2 separate regions of the Rattus norvegicus genome follow, and region 2 is linked to region 1. The links are chromatin contacts, called in public Hi-C maps. All regions are on one chromosome and are shown on one strand. Each heading gives the region's core, a stretch centred on a gene start, on an enhancer-like site or on the middle of the called end of the contact. The rest is flanking DNA. Distances are from core to core; before and after follow the strand shown.

Region 1 (3,496 bases), core at 700-3,199:
GAAAATGGTCTCTACCACTGAACCCAGATGGTGCAACTATGGCAGACACCCAAAACAAATTAGTGCAAAGGAGAGAGGGGGGAAGGAAAGAAAGAAGGAAGGGGGACTAACAGAGGTATTGCTGCAGGGTCAGTTGCTGCTGAAGGGAAAATTGGAAAGTGATTTTTGTACCGGAATGTGAGATTTTTCTTTAGATTCATGTCCATATTTATTTCCCTCTTGTCTTTCTTCATCACTTGTAATAAAGCCTCAAGGAATGCCTAAAATGTTTCCTGCACTTTTGGAGACAGGAGCAATGAGACTGTTTATTCTGTAGTGCCTTGGGGAGGAGCTTTGGTTAGAAAGGAGGGGAAACAATTTAAAGAAAAAGAAAGAAAAGAACAGAGAATTTGTTTCCTGGAACTGATGGGTAAAATAAAAACAAATATGGTAAGGGGCCTGCCTTCGATAGCAAAATGTCTCAGAAGTGTCTGCACATGTAGAGTCCTGAATGACATCATGCAGTTGAATTTCAAAGTCACAGTTACATTTATTTTAATACTGTTTACTCGAGGACAGGAATCAGCACGAAGGAGATTTTATTCCATGAGGATCTCATTAAAAGATGGATGCACGTATAAAGAAGGCTTTAAGGTATCAGTGCGTTGGGCTGGACACACTTCTTTACAGGCAGTGTCTAAGAAGCGTATGCATCTGAGTCACCTGTTTTATTCTCATTATTCAAATGCAGATTCTAGGGTTTTTTTCCCCCAGACTTACTGAACTGTGGATTTTACACATATTCTCTGCCCTGTGATAACCCCCCAGTGACAGGTTTCCTGCTCTTGGCTTCACCACCTTCTACCTTGCACAGGAAGGAGCTCTGTAGGAACACTGCTTTCATAGGACAGATGCATCGTGGACCCCAGAGCCATGCCTTGCCTCCCGCCATGTTTCTTCAGTCAGGCAAGAGCTGTGAGGTTTCATCTTGCTGATAGGGATAGCTGAGACACTCTAGAAAGTTCTTTTCCAGTTTATCTATGAAGTAGAGGGTGGGATGGGATTTCAGTCGGTCTAACATCCTTTTGAATTTCCAGAAGCCAGGAGACAGACATCTGTTTTCAGAGTAACTGTTTGGGGTTGTGCTGTGGACTTCTATAACAAGCCCTGTTCAGTCTCAGAGAATCCAGAGAAGGTTAATTTAGTGGGTTTTGCATTTAGTGGCCGGCAGAGGAAATGCAGGTCAGGACCAAAGGGAAGATACAGTCTCCCAGGGAACAGAAAATGCTGACATTCTTGGGCCTTAAAGCAGAGGAGACTTTTACCAGGCAATGCCAGCCTCAATCTTCTCTGGATCTCTGGTACCTAAGTATTATATTTCAAAAATTTCAAGAAAATCGACAGAAGAGCTTTTATTACTAGCAAATGTGTGCTTCTGTAGAGCCTTTACTATTTAGGTTGGTGATTTCTACACTGATAAATCAGCCTTGTCATGTTGGCTCTAGACAAGTGTTTCTCAGTTTGCATAAACTCCTGAAGTGTCTTTTTGGATGAGGATACTGCCTGGTTTTAAAAATTACATCTGATTTGTTCAAATCATATACAATAAGGGAGGTTTGCCTTCTGTTTGGGAATTGCAAAGTCTGGCTTTTTGCTTAGATGGCTCAGATCAATCAGTCAGTCAAATTTCCCTTTAATTTGTGCTGTGTGTGGTCTTGTAGCTACTACGGAAAGTACCAGACGGCTGTAGAGTGAGTTTGAACATGAATGACAAGAAGCCGAGCAGAGTGAGCAAAGCGTCATGAAGACAATGCTGTGCAGAGAGGTTTTGCTGACTGGCACAAGCTTGTGGGGTGTCGCTTATCTGGAAGCAGAGCCACATGGCAGGGTGTGCTCTGGCTTCCACAGCCCCTTGAAGGAAAGCTAAGCTACCCATTTCCAGAAAGAGGTTAAAGCACATCCAGTCTGACCAGTAGAGGGCACTGCATCTCTGTACTTGTCTATGTATTTATCTGTATGTTATATACGATTACATATGTACTACAACATATATTATAACAAAGCATAGGACATTTATATATTTAACATCCCCTTGAAAATTTCCTTTCTCGCCTTTTCACAAGAAGGGGGCTTGCTTATGAGTGAAAACATGGTTTGCCGAGGAGATATTTGTGATGGTATTTTTGTACGTGAACTAGACAAAAATATTTACCCCTCTTTATCAACAAACATGGGGAATGAGAAAAGTAGAGAATTATTTTAAAAAGCAACATTCTTAATTCAGATTCCAGATTTTAAGGGTAGAGGTTACTGAACTGCTTTTTTTCTGCTAGGAGGAGAGAAACTTCTGGAAACTACTCTCATAGCTCAAATATCAGGATATGAACCTTGCTTTTAGATTCCTTCCTGTGGTGTTTGTCCCCAGAGCCTGGATTTGGAGATGCCTGGAAGGAAGAGCCTATAGATCAAGACTGAGTTCCTGGCTCTATGAAGGGGCTCTGGCCTCCCCAAGTCATCAAAATGACCATAGGATGGCGTAGAGAGAGAAAGGACAGACACTTCGGCCCTTGTGCGTGCTCTTTGCTCAGCGGGGTATGCCCAGAGCTTTTCATATCCAATCGCTCATCAAGTGGTCTGAGCGAGGGGGAGTTAAACACCGCAAGACAGATCTTTAAAGTTGAGAGAGTTGGCTCTTAAGTCCACTGGAGACCTCAGACACATGGGGCTTTCCAAGGAAGGGGCAACTTAGCTGCAGTGACTCTCTCCTCCTGAACATCAGGCTTCTGCGGGTTGAAAAGCAAGCCCAGAAACCCTCCAAAGCCCAGCTGAGCTGGGAAGAAATGTCAGGGACTCTCTTGGTCTTTACTAAAGGGCTGGAGACTTGTTTTGTAATTTTTTTGCAAGAGCTGATGAACTCTGCTGCTATGGCACCCTTGAAGTATATGGGGATCGAATCTCTGTATAGTCCTAGACTCTCAGCGATCAGACTGCAGTAGAGAAAACCAGAGGAAAGGAAGATATGGGCTGAACTGTATGAAAGCGAGGGTTCAGGAAGACTGTAACACCTGAAAGAGAACGTTCACACCTCTGAAACTGCTGCTTACCCCTCTCTCCTCTCTCTTATTTTCTTCCTCAAATGAGAAGGAAAGGCTCACTTCACCAGTTATACATTATGCATTAGCTGTTACAGCTATATGTCTCTAACTTCTAATGTATATAATTAACAATCATTTAAATAAAGAGACCGGGGAAAGATAGAAGGCTTAGCATATAAGAACATTGGCTGCTCTTGCAGACAGAGGACCCAAGTTTGGTTCTCAGCACCCATATGGGGCCTGTCAACCTTTTGTAATCCCAGTTCCAGGGACTCCAATGTACTCTTCTGGCCTCCTCGCTTTTGGTATATAGACATACTTGCCAGGAAGAGAGAGGGAGAGGGAAAGGGAAAGGGAGAGGGAGAGGGAGAGGGAGAGGGAGAGGGAGAGGGAGAGGGAGAGAGAGAACTAGGCACACGAAT
Region 2 (3,496 bases), core at 547-3,046, 510 kb before region 1:
GAGTTAATCTGTAGTGAAGAAGCACAATTTCTGCATCATTTGCTATAGAATGAATTTGAATGACAGAATTTGAACTTATTGCTGAACTAGTATTTGAAGTTATCAATGTGGATTGCCATCATTTATATAAGAGGATTAAAAGTAATATTCAATGCATTTGACTTTTCTCTGTAATTTTATTTTATAATAATTAGGTTCTTAGTGGTTCAAAAGTGAAGCTTTTCTGTGTTGTTTATTTTGTACAGCACTATGAAAACACAAATTTGTGTTTGTTCAAACTGGATTTGAATGTAAAGTTGGAAACTACTGCTGTGACTTTAAATCTAAGAATAACAAGTTTTTTCTTTTTGCCTGAGTGTTCTAAAACATATACTAATCAATGAGATCATGTATCGGTCTTGTCGTGAAAGACTGTGAGTAGAAATGCAAGTTCCATTTTTCTTTTTTAATTCTTTAATTTGTGTTTACGACATGCAATCAGCACTCTGAATTTTCTCAAGCACTTTCTTGAACTGTTTCTAATAATACCCAAGGTAGTGGTGAGTGGCTGTGTGGAAGACTGTTCTATTTACAGCAACCTGTTTGTTTTCTGGATCTCTCTTGTTCCTCTTGCTGATCAGTGAGTGCCTTTTAAGCTAGAGTTTTTTAAGAGTGCATGGTAACGGAAGTGAACCTTAGTGGGGTTTTCTGGATATGGGGAGCCTGACCTAGACACAGCAGCAGAGGGCGCTCGGTCCCTCTTTTCACAGCAATAGAGCCTGCAACAACCATCCCTCTTTTAAGCAGCTAAACAGGAATTGCTCAAATTGATTAAGTTTTTCGAAGATCTTGTTCCATGATCTGGGGCTAGGTGCCTTAGAGTAAAGTAGGTCTTATTTTAGTCTTGGGAAAACTGAGTGTAATAGGGAATTTCCTGAAACTCTGCAGGAGGAATAAAATTGTCAGTGAAATTCCATGAATCCTTCTCTTCCCTTTCCATATTCTGACTAATGTGCAAAATAACCATTTTCCTAAGAAGACCCAAATGGAAACCCCAGGAATTTGCATTTCCTCTTGAATAGTTTCCTTAATGAAAGGTGTCTGAGACATAGGCTTTAAACAAACAGCAACTTGAAACATTGTGGCATCTACTTGAAATTTAATCCTTTTTGTTAGATAGCTAGTGCCTCTTTGCTTTTACCCAACAAAGACCCTTAAGAAAAAGAAAATGAAAAAATAAATAGCATTTCTAGAACCCTCTTGCCTCGCGCGGCAGATCATATTCTCTGTGATCTTGTTCACTCATATTATGTGGTGATTAGAGCCAGGCTTCAATCAGCTGAAAGATTCCCCAAGGCAGGGTCTTGTCCCACCAGTGCACATGGCATGCCCCGTCTGACACCAGGGCAACTTGAGAATTGAGCCAGAGATGCTGCAGTTTGGTGCAGCAGATGCGCACTGGTGGTTGCCATGGAGATTGCTAATACTGCTGAAACTCAAAGAAAGGGCACTTGCCACAGCTCAGGAGCCTGTGTGAAAGTGAATGAAAAGCAAGTGGAATTGAGAATAGGCCCTCAGCTACTTGTCCCACATGGAGTTTTAATTTCCTTTCCTCTTCCTTTTTCAGAATCTAGATTGAAAACAGGGCAAGTCATAAGGCACGCCGGAGCCCCTCAGAGCTTTCTGCCGCCTGACATATCCTTGGGATAAGTGTATATTAACAAGGAGGCATGACTAATAGGATTGGGTTGGGGGCTGGGCTGGGGCATGTGGCAATCCTTCTGGAGCCTCTGGTCTGCTTGTCACTGGGGCTTACTAGGCACCTTGGGATTTGTCTGCAGCATATGTGCTGCTGTTAATGATTGAAAAATTACCACAACAATTAGTCATGGATCACTGAAGGCAGGGCCCCAAATGTGATGGACAATCTGATTAAATCCATGTATGTGACAATTAACTCTCCTGCAGGTTTATCCATCCAGGGAAAGTGCCCTAGGGGTGAGAGCAGAGTGGAATGAGAAGATGGGGAAACATGGTGATAAAAAGGAGTAGGAGAGGTAAACGCTACAGAAGAGACTGATGCAGCTGGCACTATTGGTTTTTAATCTGATCCTGAATTAATCACGGTTTGATTAATCCTGGTTTTATTGCACCTTTCTATTGCCCATTTATTTATTTCTGCCTCAATTTGATGGAGGTGTGACTGATTAAATTCTGCTCATTCCATGTTTTTGAATTTTTAAATTCAGCTCTCCATTAAGCACAATGTTCTAGGTGGTCCAAAGTCCAATTATCTTGTAAGAGCTTAACAGGCACCAGACACAGCACGTCATGAATCCCCTCATGTATCACAGCTGAGTAACTCAGAATAAATATTTGTTTGTTCAGTAATCTGCCTAAGCGAAGGAAGCCTGTGATGTCAGTATGCTTTGTTATTCAGAAGAGATGGATCTCCCACCTCCCAATTTTGGTTATAAGAATAATAGAAACTCAATGTGTATCACCAAGAAGATTTTGTGCACAAAGACAGAAAACTGTTTGTGTGAACTTATCTCCCAATACATCTTGTAGCCTAACAAGGTCAAGCTGTGCTGACCTGTAACTGTGGCTGAGCATTGTTTTTAACAGAGTGCTCTGTTCTTTCTTTAGATGATACTTTGTCACCCATGCTGCTTATGAAACACTGCAGTGAAGTAATGCCCAGGAGGTTGTGACACAAAGCAGCCCAAGCTGAGCCTGCTGCGGTGTACCTCCTGTGTCTGGAATGTACTGTTGAGTGGCAGGTGGCTTGCCCCATTCAGAAGACATGGAGAGCTACACGGTCTACTTATGCAGTTGCCTTTTTTTTTTTTTCTAATAGAATTTGGGAGGACAATCTCACCCCTCTAGACTAAATTGGGTTGTCCTTTTATCCGCATTTTAGCATGACCTATCCAGATACATGAACATAGAAGATTTGTTTGTGGTGTGGGACATAGTAACTTCTAGCACAATAGACTCGAAGACAAAAATTAGCCCAAGAAGAGTCTCGTTGCCCTGGGAGATCTCTGCAGAATATTGTGTTATTGATAGTACCACTGATTTGAGCACCAAACAAGAGTGTCAGCCTGCCTGCACACAGATGATAGGGAACCTCAGAACCTCTACCTTGAGGTGGCTAGCCCTCCGTATGCTTCCCGGTAATCAGCCTCAGTGTGGAGATTGAAAAACTCTTCCTCATGAAATATTCTTTCCTACTGCACCCCATTCGAGAAGCTGTTACAGCTTGGTAGTCACCAATAGCAGTTCCTCTGTCCCTTTCTGTCCACTTAATGACCAGTACTGACACAGTCTCTGTCCATTTGCTTGTTTGGCCAGGTTTTGTTTCATTTGTTTATTATTTACCAGCTGGTTTTCATGCACCAAGAAGTGTGCCTTGCACAAGTCATGGACACAAGAGTGGGAGTCACAGACATTTGTATTTTGGTGCAGCCAGAGTATAGAGATAGATGAATTCAAAGTGGGAATTGTCAATTGC

Evidence for each region. Hi-C and Micro-C count contacts between places; a contact is called where the count stands out from the background.
Region 2: a contact with region 1 is called in a Hi-C map of the A7r5 cell line, with 5 times the contacts expected there. The contact joins two enhancer-like sites. A contact is called at or near these places in 4 of 12 Hi-C or Micro-C datasets (the A7r5 cell line, the Rat2 cell line, Schwann cells and 1 more).

The regions. Positions count from the first base shown.
Region 1 is chr17:28,274,149-28,277,644 of GRCr8, reverse strand. No RefSeq gene overlaps it. Among named protein-coding and RNA genes, the nearest start is that of Tpi1l2, 45 kb to the right of the region's middle. Within about 2 kb of position 1,949, at least 1 of the 93 cell types and tissues checked has an H3K27ac peak or open chromatin away from gene starts, as enhancers often do.
Region 2 is chr17:28,788,496-28,791,991 of GRCr8, reverse strand. All of the region lies in intron 5 of Fars2 (phenylalanyl-tRNA synthetase 2, mitochondrial), which reads left to right. Among named protein-coding and RNA genes, the nearest start is that of Fars2, 160 kb to the left of the region's middle. Within about 2 kb of position 1,796, at least 14 of the 93 cell types and tissues checked have an H3K27ac peak or open chromatin away from gene starts, as enhancers often do.